Regions from separate parts of the Oryctolagus cuniculus genome. Here region 1 is linked to region 2. A link is a contact called in public Micro-C data. All regions are on one chromosome and are shown on one strand. The core of a region is the stretch at or near the end of the contact, and the rest is flanking DNA. Distances in the headings are between cores, read along the strand shown. Region 1 holds the start of RPL30 (ribosomal protein L30). Region 2 overlaps LAPTM4B (lysosomal protein transmembrane 4 beta).

Region 1 (2,980 bases), core at 17-2,516, 190 kb after region 2:
CCAGAATTTTACAAAATCCCAATGTGATCCCTTTACATTCACAATGGACAAACATTACTGTAGCCGGCAAGATTTAAAGAATGGTTTAGAGTAAGACCAAACCATGGGACAGGATGGACTACACTCCAGCTTTTGTCAGTGAGAACACTCTATAGGAAATGTTCTAAGTTAGGCAATACCCTAGAAAATTGAGGGCGGGGGGACTGATCACATGGCTTGTGTTCTGCAAGGTCCAAGTTTATTCACAATAACCCACCAAGTTCAATTTCAAAACAGCGACTTAAGCATAAACCTTGGCTGAGAATACACTAAGTAATTCTATGACAGGCTGCAAGCCACAGTCCAGCCTGGACTTCTCTATGCTACAAAATAAGTGCAGAAAACGAAGCATCTTTAAACCAACTTGAAAACTTAAAATTCTGCTCAAAGATAAGGTTAGAGAGAAGCCAAGCACAGGGTTTGTCTAGGCGGCCGGAGGTGTGGCTCGCGATTAGCAGCAGCCGTACTGGTTATCCTGCGACTGTCTTTTGGAAAACGTGAATGTAGGGATCGCATGTGCACTTCCTCCCATTACCTCAGGGCCGGGCAGTTGTTGGCGAGGATGACCAGCTTCGCCTTGCCTTGCCTGATCATCTTCAGAGACTGCTTGTACCCCAGCACGTATTTTCCGCTCTTCATCACAAGCTGGAGCCTAGAGTTGATCGACTCCAGCGACTTTTTCTACAAAGCAAACATGTAACACGGGCCTGAAGGCCTCGTCTGCGATCACCTCAAACCTGAATCCAGCCTTCTGGAGCCGAGCCTCTTAAAACCTCCGCCATCGAGGGTCCGGAGCCACTGAAAGGGTCTCTCTGTTCCCTCCGGCCTCTTCCCAATGCTACGAGTCAACGCTGTCGCCCCGGCGAGCTCCGAGATGCCCGCCCCGGCCACGGCCCGATCTCTCCACGTGAATCGGCCTCCAGCCCTGGCGCGCCCCACTCACCGTCTTCTTGGCGGCCACCATCTTCCTGCCTTAGGTGCGGGACGGCCTCCAACCTGGAACATAACAGAGGACAGGGCAGGAAGATTAGAATCCGAAGCTTCCAACGGCAACCCGCAGGAATCCCCAGCCTGCTTAATCCTCGGCCCGGTGGAGACCACTCACCAAGTGCAGCCGCAAAGATGGCCGGGGAGCGAGAAAGGAAGGAGTTCCCACAATGCAAAGCTCTTCACGGCAGAGCCGGAACGCAAAGCCGGAAGCGGAAGCAAATCGCAAGCGGAAGGGGCGGAGCTATAGGAGGAGCGCGGTTCCTGGTTGCTCTAGGATACCGCGGGACAGTATGGTGACCTGAGTGTTCGGATCCCCGTATTGTAACGTTAGGGTTCTCGGTGGGTGATGCTGCTTTTGTGGTGCGAGCCGCGGGCGTAGGAACTGAGGAGCGTTGAACCAGGCGGCAGTGGGAGAAGCCGCCTGCGGATGAGGTGGCAGGCTCTGTGAGAACCGGCGGCGGGTGCAGCCGCTGTCTCGGTGCCCAGGAGGTCTCAGCCCGTAGGCGCGGCGTTTGGGGAGGCTCGGGGGACCCTGGTGCGCCCCATCTGCATTTTCCCTCCTCCGGCTCTCGCCTGATCCTGCCTGAGTTACTGGCCCCGGAAACGGTGGCTCCCGGCGCAGGCTCCCACAAACTCACCTTTTACGGCAGTGTTAGTGTGGACCTGTGAGCCGTACTTGCATAGGAAGTGCGATAAACAGTTTTAATTTTTAAAAGTATTTTTGCTGTGAACTTTGGACCTTAGTGTAAATGTCCAGTGAGGGGTCATCCATAGTGTTAGGCTCCGGTGGAGTTAGGCGCAGCGGTTAAGACTGGGTTGGGGATCCTGCATTCCATATCCCAGTGCTGGGTTGAGTCCCTGCTCTGCTTCCAATCCAGCTTCCTGCTGATGCACACCCTGGGAAGCAGTAGGTGATGGCTCAAAGACTTGGGTCCTGCCACCCGCATGGAAGACCCAGAGTTCCGACTTTGGGGAGTGAACCAGGGGATGGAAGATCTCTCTCTCTGCTTCTCGCTATCGCTCTGCTTTTCAAATAAAATAAAAGCTAAAAAGATATTGGCCGGCCTGGGAGGGGCCTTTGGCACATGTAGCACCAGCAGTCTATGGGAAAGCAGCCCACGTTGGCCCAAGGGCTTAAGCCCCGCCCCACCCACTCCCCACACGCACACACACGGCAGAGGGCAGTGGGATTTCTGTCTCCTGCCTACCTGGCCCTTCCCTGGTCTTTGCAGCCATTTGAGGATTGAACCAGCCGATGGACCATCTCTCTTTAACCCTGCCTTTCAAATAAGTAATTTTTTTTTTTAAAGAAATAGATATTAGCTGCAGAAGAAAGTCCCCACCCTCTCACCAGCAACAACAAAAATGTAGAATCAGACTGGTAGATGAACTGTTTCTAGTGTCATCCTGGAAAGAAGGGACAGGGTGCTCGCGTCGGCAGCACATATGCTAAAATTGGAATGAAAGAAGGAACAGGGAGGAACTTCACCCTCAAAACCTGTGCTGAACCAGAAACTATGCTACTTTATTTACTTATATTACTGTTTTTAATATTTATTTATTTATTTGAAAGAGTTACACAGAGAGAAGGAGAGGCAGAGAGAGAGGTCTTACATCCGCTGGTTCACTCCCCAATTGCCTGCAATAGCACCGATTTGAAGACAGGAGCCAGGAGCTTCCTCTGGGTCTTCCCACGTGGGTGCAGGAGCCTAAGGACTTGGGCCATCTTCCACTGCTTTCCCAGGCCATAGCAGAGAGCTGGGTGAGAAGTGGAGCAGCCAGGACTTAAACTGGCATCTGTATGGGATGCCAGCACTGCAGGCGGTGGCTTTACCCTCTGTGTCACAGCACTGGCCCTTTACCTATTTTATTTTACTTAACAGTTAAAAAAAGCTGTGAGATAGTAACCAGATTGTCAGAGTTAGCACCAGAACCAACATTTGTAGCTTAG
Region 2 (2,945 bases), core at 190-2,689:
GCACTGTTACTGAGGTGAATGTACAGCCTTCATCTTTGCAGATTCTTCAGAAAAATCATAACTGAGTTTCTGGAGTGGGTGGGGGAAGGTTTTACCTAGACAGGTGGTTCTAAGCTGGCTTTTTTTTTTTTTTTTTTTTTAAGATTTATTTTCTTTATTTGGAAGGCAGTGTTACAGAGAGACAAAGAGGGAGACAGAGAAAGGTCTTCTATCCGCTGGTTCACTCTCCAAATGGCCACAAACAGCCAGAGCTGGGCCAGGCTGAAGCCAGGTCCCAGGAGCTTCTTCTGGTCTCCCATGTGAGTGCAGGGGCCCAAGCACTTGAGCCATCTTCTGCTGCTTTCCCAGGCACATTAGCAGGGGGCTGGATGTGAAGTGGAGTGGCTGGGTCTCAAACCAGCACTGATATGGAATGGTGGTGCTGCAGGCAGCAGCTTAACCCATTATACCACAATGCCAGCCTCCCTTTTAAAAGATTTTTCAAGACTTATTTGAAAGCTAAAGAGAGAGAGAGAGAGAGATCTTGTACACACTGGTTTGCCCCCAAAATGGCCACAGTGACTGGGGCTGGGCCAGGCTGAAACCAGGAACCTAGGAGCCCAGAACTCCATCCAGTTCTCCCACGTGGGTGACAGAGGCCCAAGAACCTGGATCATCTTCCACTGCTTTTCCAGGAGCATTAGTAGGGAGCTGTAATGGAATTTAAAACTCTAGCCCGTGGTTTATTGGCTTTCAAGCTTCTGGCTGTTAAATAATTGTTTTAGGTGTATCTCTTTTTCTCTTGTAATTTAATAGATTATATGATCTCTAAGCTTCCCCTCCCTCCCCCATAATGTTAGAAGACAAGACACATGTGAGCGACTTGGTGAAGTCTTGGCTAAGTTGAAATGGCATTTCGGAGACTCTGTAGCATTTGTGATGGAGATTTTTCCTTAAATTCTAGGACACAGGTTGCCACCTGCCAGGCTGTGGGCTGAGTGCTTTCTTTTTTTTTTTTTTTTTTTTTTTTTTTGATAGGCAGAGTGGACAGTGAGAGAGAGAGACAGACAGAAAGGTCTTCCTTTGCCTTTGGTTCACCCTCCAATGGCCGCCACAGCCGGCGCACCATGCTGATCCAATGGCAGGAGCCAGGTACTTCTCCTGGTCTCCCATGGGGTGCAGGGCCCATGTACTTGGGCCATCCTCCACTGCACTCCTGGGCCACAGCAGAGAGCTGGCCTGGAAGAGGGACAACCGGGACAGAATCCGGCGCCCCAACTGGGACTAGAACCCGGTGTGCTGGTGCCGCAAGGCGGAGGATTAGCCTAGTGAGCCGCGGCACCAGCCCCTGAGTGCTTTCTATAGGTGAGCTCACTGAGTCTCCCAGCAGTCCCTGCAGTGTGTTCTGCCATTCCCTGAGCGCCAGGTCGTTCACTGCTGGAGATCACGTGGCGAGTGGGTGGCCGCAGGGGCTTACAGGCTCAGCAGCCTGCTCCCTCCCACCCTCATCCCTTAGGCTGCCTTCCATTCAGACTGCAGCCAGGACCGCCTGTGCTCCTCCCTGATGTGGGCCAGCCGCACCTGTCGAATGGAACCTGAAGGAGGGAGTGGGAATGAAAAGAGGGACAAGGGCGCAGAGAATGGAGCCAAGACAGAAGCCTGATCAAGGCTCGTTTATTCTAGCGTCTCAGTGATATTTTATACATAACCAGCTGCAGCTCAAGGCAACACAAAAGTTAACAACACAGGCAAGCAACTTATCAGGCTTTCTGCAACACAATCATAACATAGTTAATTTTAGCGGAGTGTTCTTGTTTGATCATTCTCCTAGAGCATGGGAATAGGTGACTTTTTTTCCTCCCAGGAATTCCACAAGCCAAGACTGACCTTGACTTGTCTATGACTTGTTTATGGGCTGCCTACACCTCCCTGCCAGTGCCTGGCTGCATGTGACCAAGATGCAGGCGGCAGGCAGGCCCTTGTTCGTTTAGACCAGTCTTTGCGGGTACAGTCATGGAGTGCCAAAGCAACGGGACCTTCTGTGGGGATCTTTGTGTTCTGGCTCTGACACAGGGAAGGCAGGGGAGGATGACTAAGGAAGAGGGGAAGAACAGGTAAGGTGGAAGTTTCCTTGGTACCACCAGGGTCCTCCCACTGCTGCCTGCTGTACACCTGTGCTTCCTGTCACCCAGCACCTGTGGTCTCCTGATGAGGTCATGCAAAAGCATTGTGGGTGAGACGGGGCTTGGCGCCGTGAGATTTCCTCCCGAAAGAGTTTCCTCACCTTTAATACAGGTTCCAAGGTTTCCAAAGAGTGACATTAATTCACTTCCTATTTCGTTTCTTCTGTGTAGTGTTCCCCCATCAACAAAATACACTATTTTTAAATTTTAGATTTATTTATTTATTTGAAAGGCCGAGTTACAGAGAGAGAGAAAGGTCTTCTATCTGCTGGTTCTCTCCCCCAAAAAGCTGCAACGGCCAGAACTGGGCCCACCCAAAGCCAGGAGCCAGGAGCTTCTTCCAGGTCTCCCATGCGGGTGCAGGGGCCTATGCATTTGGGCCATCCTCCACTGCTTTCCTAGGCCACAAACAGCTAGATTGGAAGTGGAATGGCTGGGACTCATATGGGTGCCGGTATGGCAGGTGGCAGCTTTACCCGCTTCACCACAGCACTAGCCCCCAAAATACACTTTTTTTTTTTTTGGACAGGCAGAGTGGACAGTGAGAGAGAGAGAGACAGAAAGAAAGGTCTTCCTTTGCCGTTGGTTCAACCTCCAATGGCAGCTGCGACCGGCACACTGCGGCCGGCCCACCGCGCTGATCTGAAATCAGGAAGCCAGGTGCTTCTCCTGGTCTCCCATGCAGGTGCAGGGCCCAAGCACTTGGTCCATCCTCCACTGCCTTCCCGGGCCACAGCAGAGAGCTGGACTGGAAGAGGGGCAACTGGGACAGAATCCGGAGCC

Evidence for each region. A called contact is a pair of places that touch in the nucleus more often than the background predicts.
Region 1: a contact with region 2 is called in a Micro-C map of ear pinna, with 3 times the contacts expected there. The contact joins the promoter of RPL30 here to the enhancer-like site in region 2. A contact is called at or near these places in 4 of 6 Hi-C or Micro-C datasets (ear pinna, embryonic fibroblasts, liver and 1 more).

What each region holds. Positions count from the first base shown.
Region 1 is chr6:123,681,521-123,684,500 of mOryCun1.1, forward strand. RPL30 (ribosomal protein L30) reads right to left here and starts at 1,267. Exons shown (of 5, transcript XM_002710706.4): 1 at 1,145-1,267; 2 at 983-1,035; 3 at 575-720. The coding sequence starts at 1,003. It overlaps LOC138849945 (a long non-coding RNA gene), which reads left to right and starts at 1,258. Exons shown (of 2, transcript XR_011389255.1): 1 at 1,258-1,368.
Region 2 is chr6:123,489,077-123,492,021 of mOryCun1.1, forward strand. The region is part of intron 6 of LAPTM4B (lysosomal protein transmembrane 4 beta); the gene reads left to right. Among named protein-coding and RNA genes, the nearest start is that of MATN2, 30 kb to the right of the region's middle. Within about 2 kb of position 1,440, at least 1 of the 8 cell types and tissues checked has an H3K27ac peak or open chromatin away from gene starts, as enhancers often do. A contact at or near this core is called in ear pinna, where this site is marked.